3 separate regions of the Mus musculus genome follow, and regions 1 and 3 are each linked to region 2. A link is a contact called in public promoter capture Hi-C data. All regions are on one chromosome and are shown on one strand. The core of a region is the stretch at or near the end of the contact, and the rest is flanking DNA. Distances in the headings are between cores, read along the strand shown.

The links. Promoter capture Hi-C pulls out the DNA fragments that hold promoters and counts their contacts.
Region 1: a contact with region 2 is called in a promoter capture Hi-C map of embryonic stem cells, with 4 times the contacts expected there. The contact joins the enhancer-like site here to the promoter of Gcnt3 in region 2. A contact is called at or near these places in 9 of 39 promoter capture datasets (the C10 cell line, cranial neural crest, embryonic stem cells and 4 more), 3 of 115 datasets of contacts at active chromatin or transcription factors (embryonic stem cells and trophoblast stem cells) and 3 of 9 other capture datasets (adipose tissue, liver and macrophages).
Region 3: a contact with region 2 is called in a promoter capture Hi-C map of pre-B cells, with 2.1 times the contacts expected there. The contact joins the enhancer-like site here to the promoter of Gcnt3 in region 2. A contact is called at or near these places in 4 of 39 promoter capture datasets (the C10 cell line, cranial neural crest, liver and 1 more) and 2 of 115 datasets of contacts at active chromatin or transcription factors (both in embryonic stem cells).

What each region holds. Positions count from the first base shown.
Region 1 is chr9:70,391,060-70,394,029 of GRCm38.p6, forward strand. All of the region lies in intron 26 of Myo1e (myosin IE), which reads left to right. Among named protein-coding and RNA genes, the nearest start is that of Mir5626, 13 kb to the right of the region's middle. Within about 2 kb of position 1,707, at least 28 of the 459 cell types and tissues checked have an H3K27ac peak or open chromatin away from gene starts, as enhancers often do. A contact at or near this core is called in adipose tissue and embryonic stem cells, where this site is marked.
Region 2 is chr9:70,036,818-70,039,517 of GRCm38.p6, forward strand. It overlaps Gcnt3 (glucosaminyl (N-acetyl) transferase 3, mucin type), which reads right to left and starts at 1,271. Exons shown (of 3, transcript NM_028087.2): 1 at 1,156-1,271; 2 at 1-157.
Region 3 is chr9:70,370,334-70,373,033 of GRCm38.p6, forward strand. Myo1e (myosin IE) reads left to right here. Exons shown (of 28, transcript NM_181072.3): 22 at 24-169. Among named protein-coding and RNA genes, the nearest start is that of Mir5626, 34 kb to the right of the region's middle. Within about 2 kb of position 1,413, at least 9 of the 459 cell types and tissues checked have an H3K27ac peak or open chromatin away from gene starts, as enhancers often do. A contact at or near this core is called in pre-B cells, where this site is marked.

The sequences.
Region 1 (2,970 bases), core at 457-2,956, 350 kb after region 2:
CCATGGAGGAATAAGAAAACCAATCCCAGCAAACTGCCCTCTGACCCTCACAAATGCCTGGGCTGGTATCTCCCTCAAAACACTCACACAGAATGCAAAAATTTTCCATTAAGAAAATTACATGTAATCAGATACCAGATTTGTTTGATAGTGTGTAGTTTTATAGCTACATACTAACATATGTGTCTGCAGAGATACGGCAGGTCCACAGATAAAGTAACTTGGACTGTTGACATATCAGCAGGGTTGCAACTTTATTATGAAACTGACATTCTCGGTGTTGTCTCCATTGTCCCAGTGAAGGCTCTGTCTTTATAACACAGTTCTCAATCCTCGAGTGTGTGTGTGTGTGTGTGTGTGTGTGTGTGTGTGTGTGTTGCTGGGGGTGGGGGGTGGGGTGGATATTAGAAATACAAACAACACAAAATAGCAGAGGGGCCAAAATTACCCAAAATTGCACAGACAGTTCAAAACAAATGGAGGGACAGCCTGCTGGTTTTTTTTTTTATTTGATATCTGGATCCAGATGTATTATGTCCATCTCAGTCTGGCCTTGAGCTCACGGAGATGAGATTGTCCTGCCTCAGCCTCCCCAAGTGCTAGAATTACAGGTGTATGCTGTCGAGCCCGGCTCAGAAAAGCATTTTCCAATTTTCATTTTTATCTTTTCATGTGTAAAGATATTTTGCCTGGAGGTGTGTCTGTGCATCGTGTATGTGCCTAGTGTTCTCAAAAGCCAGAAAAAAAGCAGAACTAGCATTACAGTTGTGAGTCACTATGTGGGTGCTGGGAACCAAATCAGGGTTCTCTGCAGGAACAGCGAGTGCTCTTAACTGCTGAGTCATCTCTCCAGCCTAGGAAAGCATTTTCCATGAGGGTGAATTCAGGAAGGGTCTGGTCTCCTGAGCAGCAGGGAGTAATAAAACTAAACAAAAATGCCTAAATTGCAACAGTTGCCAGTTCCTGGGGTTAAATGGCTTCCTTTTTTGTCAACTTGACACAAGCTAGGGTTATCTGGGAAGACAGACCTCAACTGAGAAATTGCTGCTATCAGATTTTCCTTGGAGGCAAGCCTGTGGAGCATTTCCTTACGGACTGATGTCGGCAGGCAGTATACTCCTAGGTGGGTGGGTCCTGAATTGTATGAGAAAGCCAAGTGAGCGAGCTGGTAAGCAGTATTCTTCCATGGTCTTCGCTTGGGTCTTGCCTTGAGTTCCTGCCCTGACTTCCCTTTGTAATAAAGCACAGCCAGAGCAACTTGCTTCTGTCAGTGTTTCATGGCAGCAACGGGCAGCAAACTAGGATACATAGTAAATATACACACCATAGCCAGGTCAGGCTGAGCCACCAGCATGGCTACTCAGAAAGTGTGTGGGACTGGGGAGGGGGACAGAAGGGGACGGGGTGGGGGATGGGATGGGATGAAGCTTGCTTATTTCGTTTGCTAATTTAATTGTAAGTTGGTAAGATTTGGCTTTTAATGACTGTTTCACAAGTCGTTGACACAGTTCCTGAAAGTCTCTGCCATCCGCTCTGCTGAGGACGGAGCCAGCTCTGCTCAGTGGCCCTTCTGCACTGAGTTGGCAGTCACTCTGGCTGGGAGTGGTACCTAAACGACCTCATTAATCAATTTCTGGCAGTGTGTTGAAAGCCATTAGTTCTCCATATTTATTACACAGGATCGCCACCTAGTGACACTAGAGATCGGCTGGGTTCTGGAGGCTTGGGGGCTCTTTCTAGCCTAGCCTGGGTAATGGCAGTTGTGTTGTGACTGGCTGTGCTCTGTGATGCTTCCAGGTCCCTAGACTGCTAAACCCAGGCGTCAGTCAGCTCTTCATCTGCATAGATTCCTTACTGCACACTGAATTCAAGTATAGACCCTGTCTTAAAACCGTAATGAACAATAAAAGAGAGGCAGGTGTTTGAGCAGTTCCCCTGCTTCTTGGGACACGTTCAGCAGCTCCCAGCATACAAGGCCTGGGCCTTTCCAAGGTTCAACTATGCATTGTATAACCCTTGCCCTACCAACTGATTCAAGAGAAGCTTTATGGAGATAGAATCAATCCATTTGAAATGCCCAGTATTATAATTTTAGTGTATTGACAAAGTTGTGCACAATGGCCATAATCTAATTTTAGAATTCTTCCCTCCTCATAAAACCTTCCGACACACAAGGCATAACTTTAATCCCAGCCCTCTGGAGGCAAGTGGATCGAGGCTAGCCTTGTCTACAGAATGAGTTTCAGGGCAGCCAGGGATACATACACACATGAAAAAAAGAAAGAAAGAAAGAAAGAAAGAAAGGAAGAAAGAAAGAAAGAAAGAAAGAAAGAAAGAAAGAAAGAGAAAGAGAGAGAGAAAGAGGAAAAAAAGAAACTTTCCCCTCAACACTGTCCCACCTCACTAACAATCTACGTATCTATGTTGGCTGGTTATAGACATTTTATTTATAAAAACTCATTTATTATTAAGTATTATACTCATGTTATTAATGTGATCATTTTCTTAATTTCATTTTCTTTTTAGTTACACTTACTTATCAGTGTAGTGCATGGAGGGACCACAGCACATGTGTGGCAGTTAGAGAACACCTTTAGGGAATCCGTTCTCTCTTTTTACCATGTGGTGTGGGTCCTGAAGACTAAACTCAGGGCATTAGGCCTCGTGGCAAAGCACCTTCCCCCGCTGAGTCATCTCGCTCACCTCAGTCTCAGCTTTGAGTTTATCTTTGCTAATACTTGGACATAGAACCGATGGTGTGTGACTTTGATGTTGTTTGTTTGTTTGTTTGAAGTTGGTTATTTGAGACAATGTCTCATATAGCCCAGGCTGGCCGAGCCTTAAACTCACTATGTAGCCAAAGATGACCTTGAACTTCTGATCTTCCTGCCTCTACCTCCCCAGTGTTTTATTATGGATGATGGCCATGCACCACTTGGTTTATGCAGTGCTGGGACTTGAGCCCCAGAT
Region 2 (2,700 bases), core at 21-2,520:
CCTATGCAAAGGAGAGAGCAGCAGGTGGCTCTGTCACTCACCTTTTGACTTCCTGTTCTCAGAGGAGGGAGTGAACTTAAGCAAACCATTCAGGATTGTAGTCTCAAGCACTAGTCATTCTGGGAGGCGAAGGAGACAGGAACAATGCTGGCCACATCTGAGAAAGCAGTAAAGCATTTCAATCAAGAGCCCAGTTTCTGCCTAGACTCTCCTGCCCTTACACCACTCACTAGGAGCTCCCAGCGTTCGTGCAAGCCTTTTCCTCCCCCACCCAATACACAGCTATCACAGTTATAGCCTGTCGCCTTTTGTTTGGGAGTAAAAATGTCACTCTTTGTGCTCCTGGGACATCTCAGGAGGCAGAGATAACATAAATACCCAAGGATTGATTCATTCTCTCTCTCTCTCTCTCTCTCTCTCTCTCTCTCTCTCTCGCAAACCAGTTCATCCTTGAAAGCAATCACTGCTGAGTCAAGAGGAAAAAAATTAAAAGATACAAAGGAAGAAAAGAGGCAAATTCCCTTGTTTTCAAGAGATATGACCCTACACATACAAGACCTGAAACTCCACTAGAAGACTTAGATCTAGTAAACACCCTTCTCCAAGGAGGAAAATACAAAATCAACAACTTACTGTGAAAATGTCAGGAAGCCAGTACCAATCATAACAGCCTCAAAACTGAACAAATCCAACTAAGACTAAAGCTTAGTTAGCCAAAGACATTAACAATCCGGAGGATGAAAAGGAAGAATTGGCTGGGCATAGTGGTGATGGAGCCTTTAATCCCAGAACTCAGGAGACAGAGGCTGTCGGGTTTCTATGAGTCTCAAGGCCAGCATGGGCTACATAGTGAGTTCCAGGTAGCCAAGGCTACATAGTGAGACCTTGTCTCAAAAAGACAAATGAAAGAAAGTATGAAGCACTATATATATGCTATCATTTCGGCACCAACGTATGCAAAGGAGTACAGTAAAGAAGCTGCGGATGTGAAAGCTCCATGGTATGGTTAAGGGGAAGGTTTTTTTATGAGAAGGGGGTGGGGAGAGAGAATTTAGAGTCCATAGCAGAGAGAAAAGAAAGGACATGGCCACAAGAGAGAAAATATCCAGATACATCTGGAAGAGTTCAGAGCAGAAAGTAAGAGTTTGGACTTACTGCCAGGGCTGTTATGTTGCATTGCCTGGAGGAGCCAAGGGAAAGACTTTGTCCCTTATAAAGAGGATGAGCACCTGGGAAAGTGAGAAGAGCTAGGGTACTAGTCTGAAATGTCTAACAAATAGGAACTGAGAGATCCTGGAGGCCAGCATGGACTTTGGTATGCAGCCTCGGGTCTATGTGATTGGCGTCATAGGCTCCTTCTGCCAGAGGTAAGGGAAACAGCTCCTTTTGACAGATTGGAACCTGCTTCTCAAGTTTCTGAAGAATGTTAACTTTTATCTAGAAATTCTCCTGTAGTCTAGCTCGAGCGCATATGGACAGCCTGACGTTTAAATACGGACTGTCTGAGACCAAACACTAAAGAAAGAAAGACACTTAAAAATGGAAAGGCTTCACGAGTTGTGCAGAATATTGAGAAAATTGCCATTTAGAAAAGTGACCTACAAATTCTTTGGAGTCTTCATCTAAATCTGAATGGAATTCTAAAGAGAAATAGGGAGGGGAAACTCTAAATATTATATGGAAACACAAAAGACCAAAAGAATCCCAAAGTGAGGAATAAAAATACAGGCACTAGAAGTATCAAAATACCTGACTTCAAAGTATACTACAGAGACATTGTCACAAAAACAGTATGCTCCTAAAAACAGACAGTGGTACAAAGGAACAGAAGACTTAGAATAAATCTACATTGAGTACAGTGTGATGGGCACGTCTTTAATCACAGCACACAGGAGGCACAGGCAAGTGGGCCGGCTTGGTCTACAAAACAAGTTTCAGTACAGCCAGGGCTACATAGAGGGACCCTGTCTCAAAGCAAAAAAAAAAAAAAAAAAAAATCTACATGGAAACTGTCGTCAGATTTTTAATAAAGAATGGCCAAAAATATGCATTGTAGAAGAAAGCCTCATTCACAGTGGTACTGGGAAGCTGAGACTAGATCATTATTTCCCATCCCCTGGTACAAAAACCAACTCAAAACAGGTAAGAAACCTTCATGGAAGAACTGAAACGTCCAGAGAAAAACAAAGGGGCAATACCTCAAGATTTTAGAAATGAGACCAAGAATTGACAGACAGGTTTAAAAGGCTTCTGCATAGGGGCTAGAACAGTGGCTCAGTGGCTAAGAGCCACTTTCTACTCCTTGAAGAGGACCAGAGTTTTGTTTGGTTTCCAACACCCACAGCTACCTGAAACTCCAGATCCAGAGGACTCAGCGCCCTCTTCTGGCCTCCACGGTAACCTACACTCACATGGCTTACACACATACAAGCACACACATACACACATAATAAAAACAAATCTTAAAAAAATTCAACAATAAATAATCCAATCAACATGTGGGCAAAGAACTTAACAATTTTCCAGTTAAGAAACACAAATATCTAGTAAATACATGAGAAAATGTACCCAATCCTTAGCCATCAGTGGAATGCAAATCACTGAGATTCGATCTTAACTCCAGTCAGCACATCTAGAAAAAGAAAACCCAGCAAAAGTTGGTAGGGTTGGTGAACCCTTGTGCACTGATATAGTGGGAAT
Region 3 (2,700 bases), core at 163-2,662, 330 kb after region 2:
TCTGAAAGTCCCTCTTCTCACAGGGTGTCAAGCGAGACCTGCTGCTAACCCCCAAGTGCTTGTACTTAATTGGAAGGGAGAAGGTGAAGCAAGGCCCAGACAAAGGTGTTGTGAAGGAAGTCCTGAAGCGGAGGATCGAGGTGGAAAGGATCCTGTCCGTGTCCCTCAGGTGAGCGGGGACTGGCTGAGGCAGGGCTTCTTCTGTGGCTCTTCTCCACATCGCCCACCACCTGCTGTGCCAACACACCACCAGGCTCATGACAGAGAGAACAGAATTTCCGTTCTCCCAGAAGACCCGGGGCTAGGGATGTGGCTCGGTTGATAGAGAGCTTGGCTAGCATGCAGGAAGCCCTCCCTGGGTCCTGTTCTCTGCACTGCATTAACAGTGTAGTGATGCTAGTCTGCTGTCCCAACACTTGAGAGGTGAAGACAAGATGATCAGAAGTTCAAGGTCATCTTGAACTGAAATGCTATCCCCCCCGGGATATGCAAGACACTGTCTATGATTGAATGAATGAATCAATCAATTAATCGATAAAAGAAATATATCAAAGAAGGGCTGGAAGAGACAGTCCAGTGAATAAAAATACTTGCTGCCTAGCCTGATAACTTGAGACACTCACACACTCTCTCTGTCTCTGTCTGTCTGCCTCTCTCTCTGTCTCTCTCTCTCTCACACACACACACATACACACACACACATGCATGCGCACACACACACACACAATTTTTTTTTAAACAGAATCTTGTAATGGAGCTCTGACTAGCCTGGCACTCACTTTATAGACCAGAATGCTCTTGTACATGCAGATATCCCCCTGCCTCTCCCTCCCTAGTACTGGAATTACAAGTATGCACTGCCATGCCCCATTTATAAATTTTTAAAAATAGAATGTATATGATATCTACTGAAGTTCTGAGCATTGTAGTCCCAGAGGGTCTTAACAGGACAGGAGTAAGGTTCCATGGACAAGTTGCCAACCGAGACAGTTCTACCAGTCAACACTCCTGACCAGTGTCCTTATAACCTTTCAGTAATATAAGTCCGCTATGGGACAAATCAGGATAATTGCTCTCACTGAAATGGGCCCAAAGTTCAGGGCTCTCTCCATAGCCTCCCTACTCAGAAAACAGGGTCTTCACATGCTCATGTCCCTGACCCAAACACATTTGTAGTGTGTCTGTCCTTGCCTGTGTCTCTGTGGCTTCTCTTTCTATCTATTCCCAGTTTCCTGGATAAAGGGCTAGGTGGGACAATCAAATGAAATGTTTAAAATACTAACTCAGGATGTGGTAAAACTCTAAGCCAAGGAATATACCAGTGTTCTTCCTCAACACTACCTCAAAAAGAACCAGGGTCCCCGAGGCAGGCTCTGGCTGCTGTCTGGGTCATCTTTCTGCTTTGGTTCACTGGCTGTGTTACACCCTGCTGGCCACATCCTTCCTGCCCACCATTGGTGTTCTGATGAGCCCAATGGGTAGTTGCTCTCTCTCTCTCTCTCTTTTTTTTTTTTTTTCATGCCTGAGAAAACACAGGATCAGGAGGTAACTGGGTGAGCCGAAACGTGCTGTCTATGAGTAATAGCTGTGGTGGCTTAAAGCTAGCAGTTCACACCTGGAGGCTGTTGTTACGGAAGCTGGCAGCCTGGTTTTTCTGCCCTTATTGCCCAGGCCTGTCTTTGGTCCGTGAGACTTCATCATTTGACTAGTTTCTTACAAAGCTGGCCACCCTCTATCCAAGCGCCTCTGTCCTGTTACTGCATCTCTAAGGTTTATCCAGTGTGATCGTTTATTCTCCAATTCTTCCTTCTAGGGAGTAAAACCAGCAAACGTAATAAACCCAGTTTTCCTTCACCCCCTCCATAGCATGCACGGTCTGCAGGGCCGTTTCCTTAAGGCCTTGGCTTTTCAGAGCTTCCTAGCTTTTCTAGCTCTAAGGAACAAAACCTCTCTCGTTTAATCATGTCTGCATGCCACAACTACCGGGCCTCCCACTTACCAAGACTAATATCGTTACCCCATTTTCTTAACACATTAGGTTAGGCCAACAATTCACAACCACATTAATTAAGCAACCAGGAGGATGGTGGGCTATGCAGGATTGAGCCCAACATTGAAATGAATTATGGTAGCATATTCCTGAGTGCTGGTGTAGGTGTGATTGTGGGGACCTGTCTCTGAGCACTTCGATGTGGGTGTAAAGAAAGCAGGGAGTAGCTGTCTTGCACTTCAGGGAAAAATGTTGCAACATCTGTGTGTGTTTTTAAGAATTGATGAGACTTACTAGTTGGCTTTTGGCTGAACTAACAATCATCAGATATGTTTCTCTGGTTCAGACTATCAAGTATCCCACAAGGTTGATCTCTGAGCCCACTACTAACTCGTATAACCTAAGTGACAGTAAGAAGTGGTTCCCAGCCCCCTCTTCAGACAATCCAGCCATCCAAAAGCAATTAAGAAGCAGTCTGGGAAATGTGCTCAGTAGTAAATATTTGATATGGAAGGTTTAATGTTCATTTCTTTAGGTATGATAATAGTCTTGTGGTTACTTTTAAATATAAAAAAATGTACCTTCTTAATGGCACATACTGAAATATTAAGCATAAACTAATATAATATTTATTCTTTGCTATTTACTTGTTCTTAGCCAAAAGGCTAAGAAACATATAGTCTTTGCTTTAAAATAACGTAGTTAGTGTG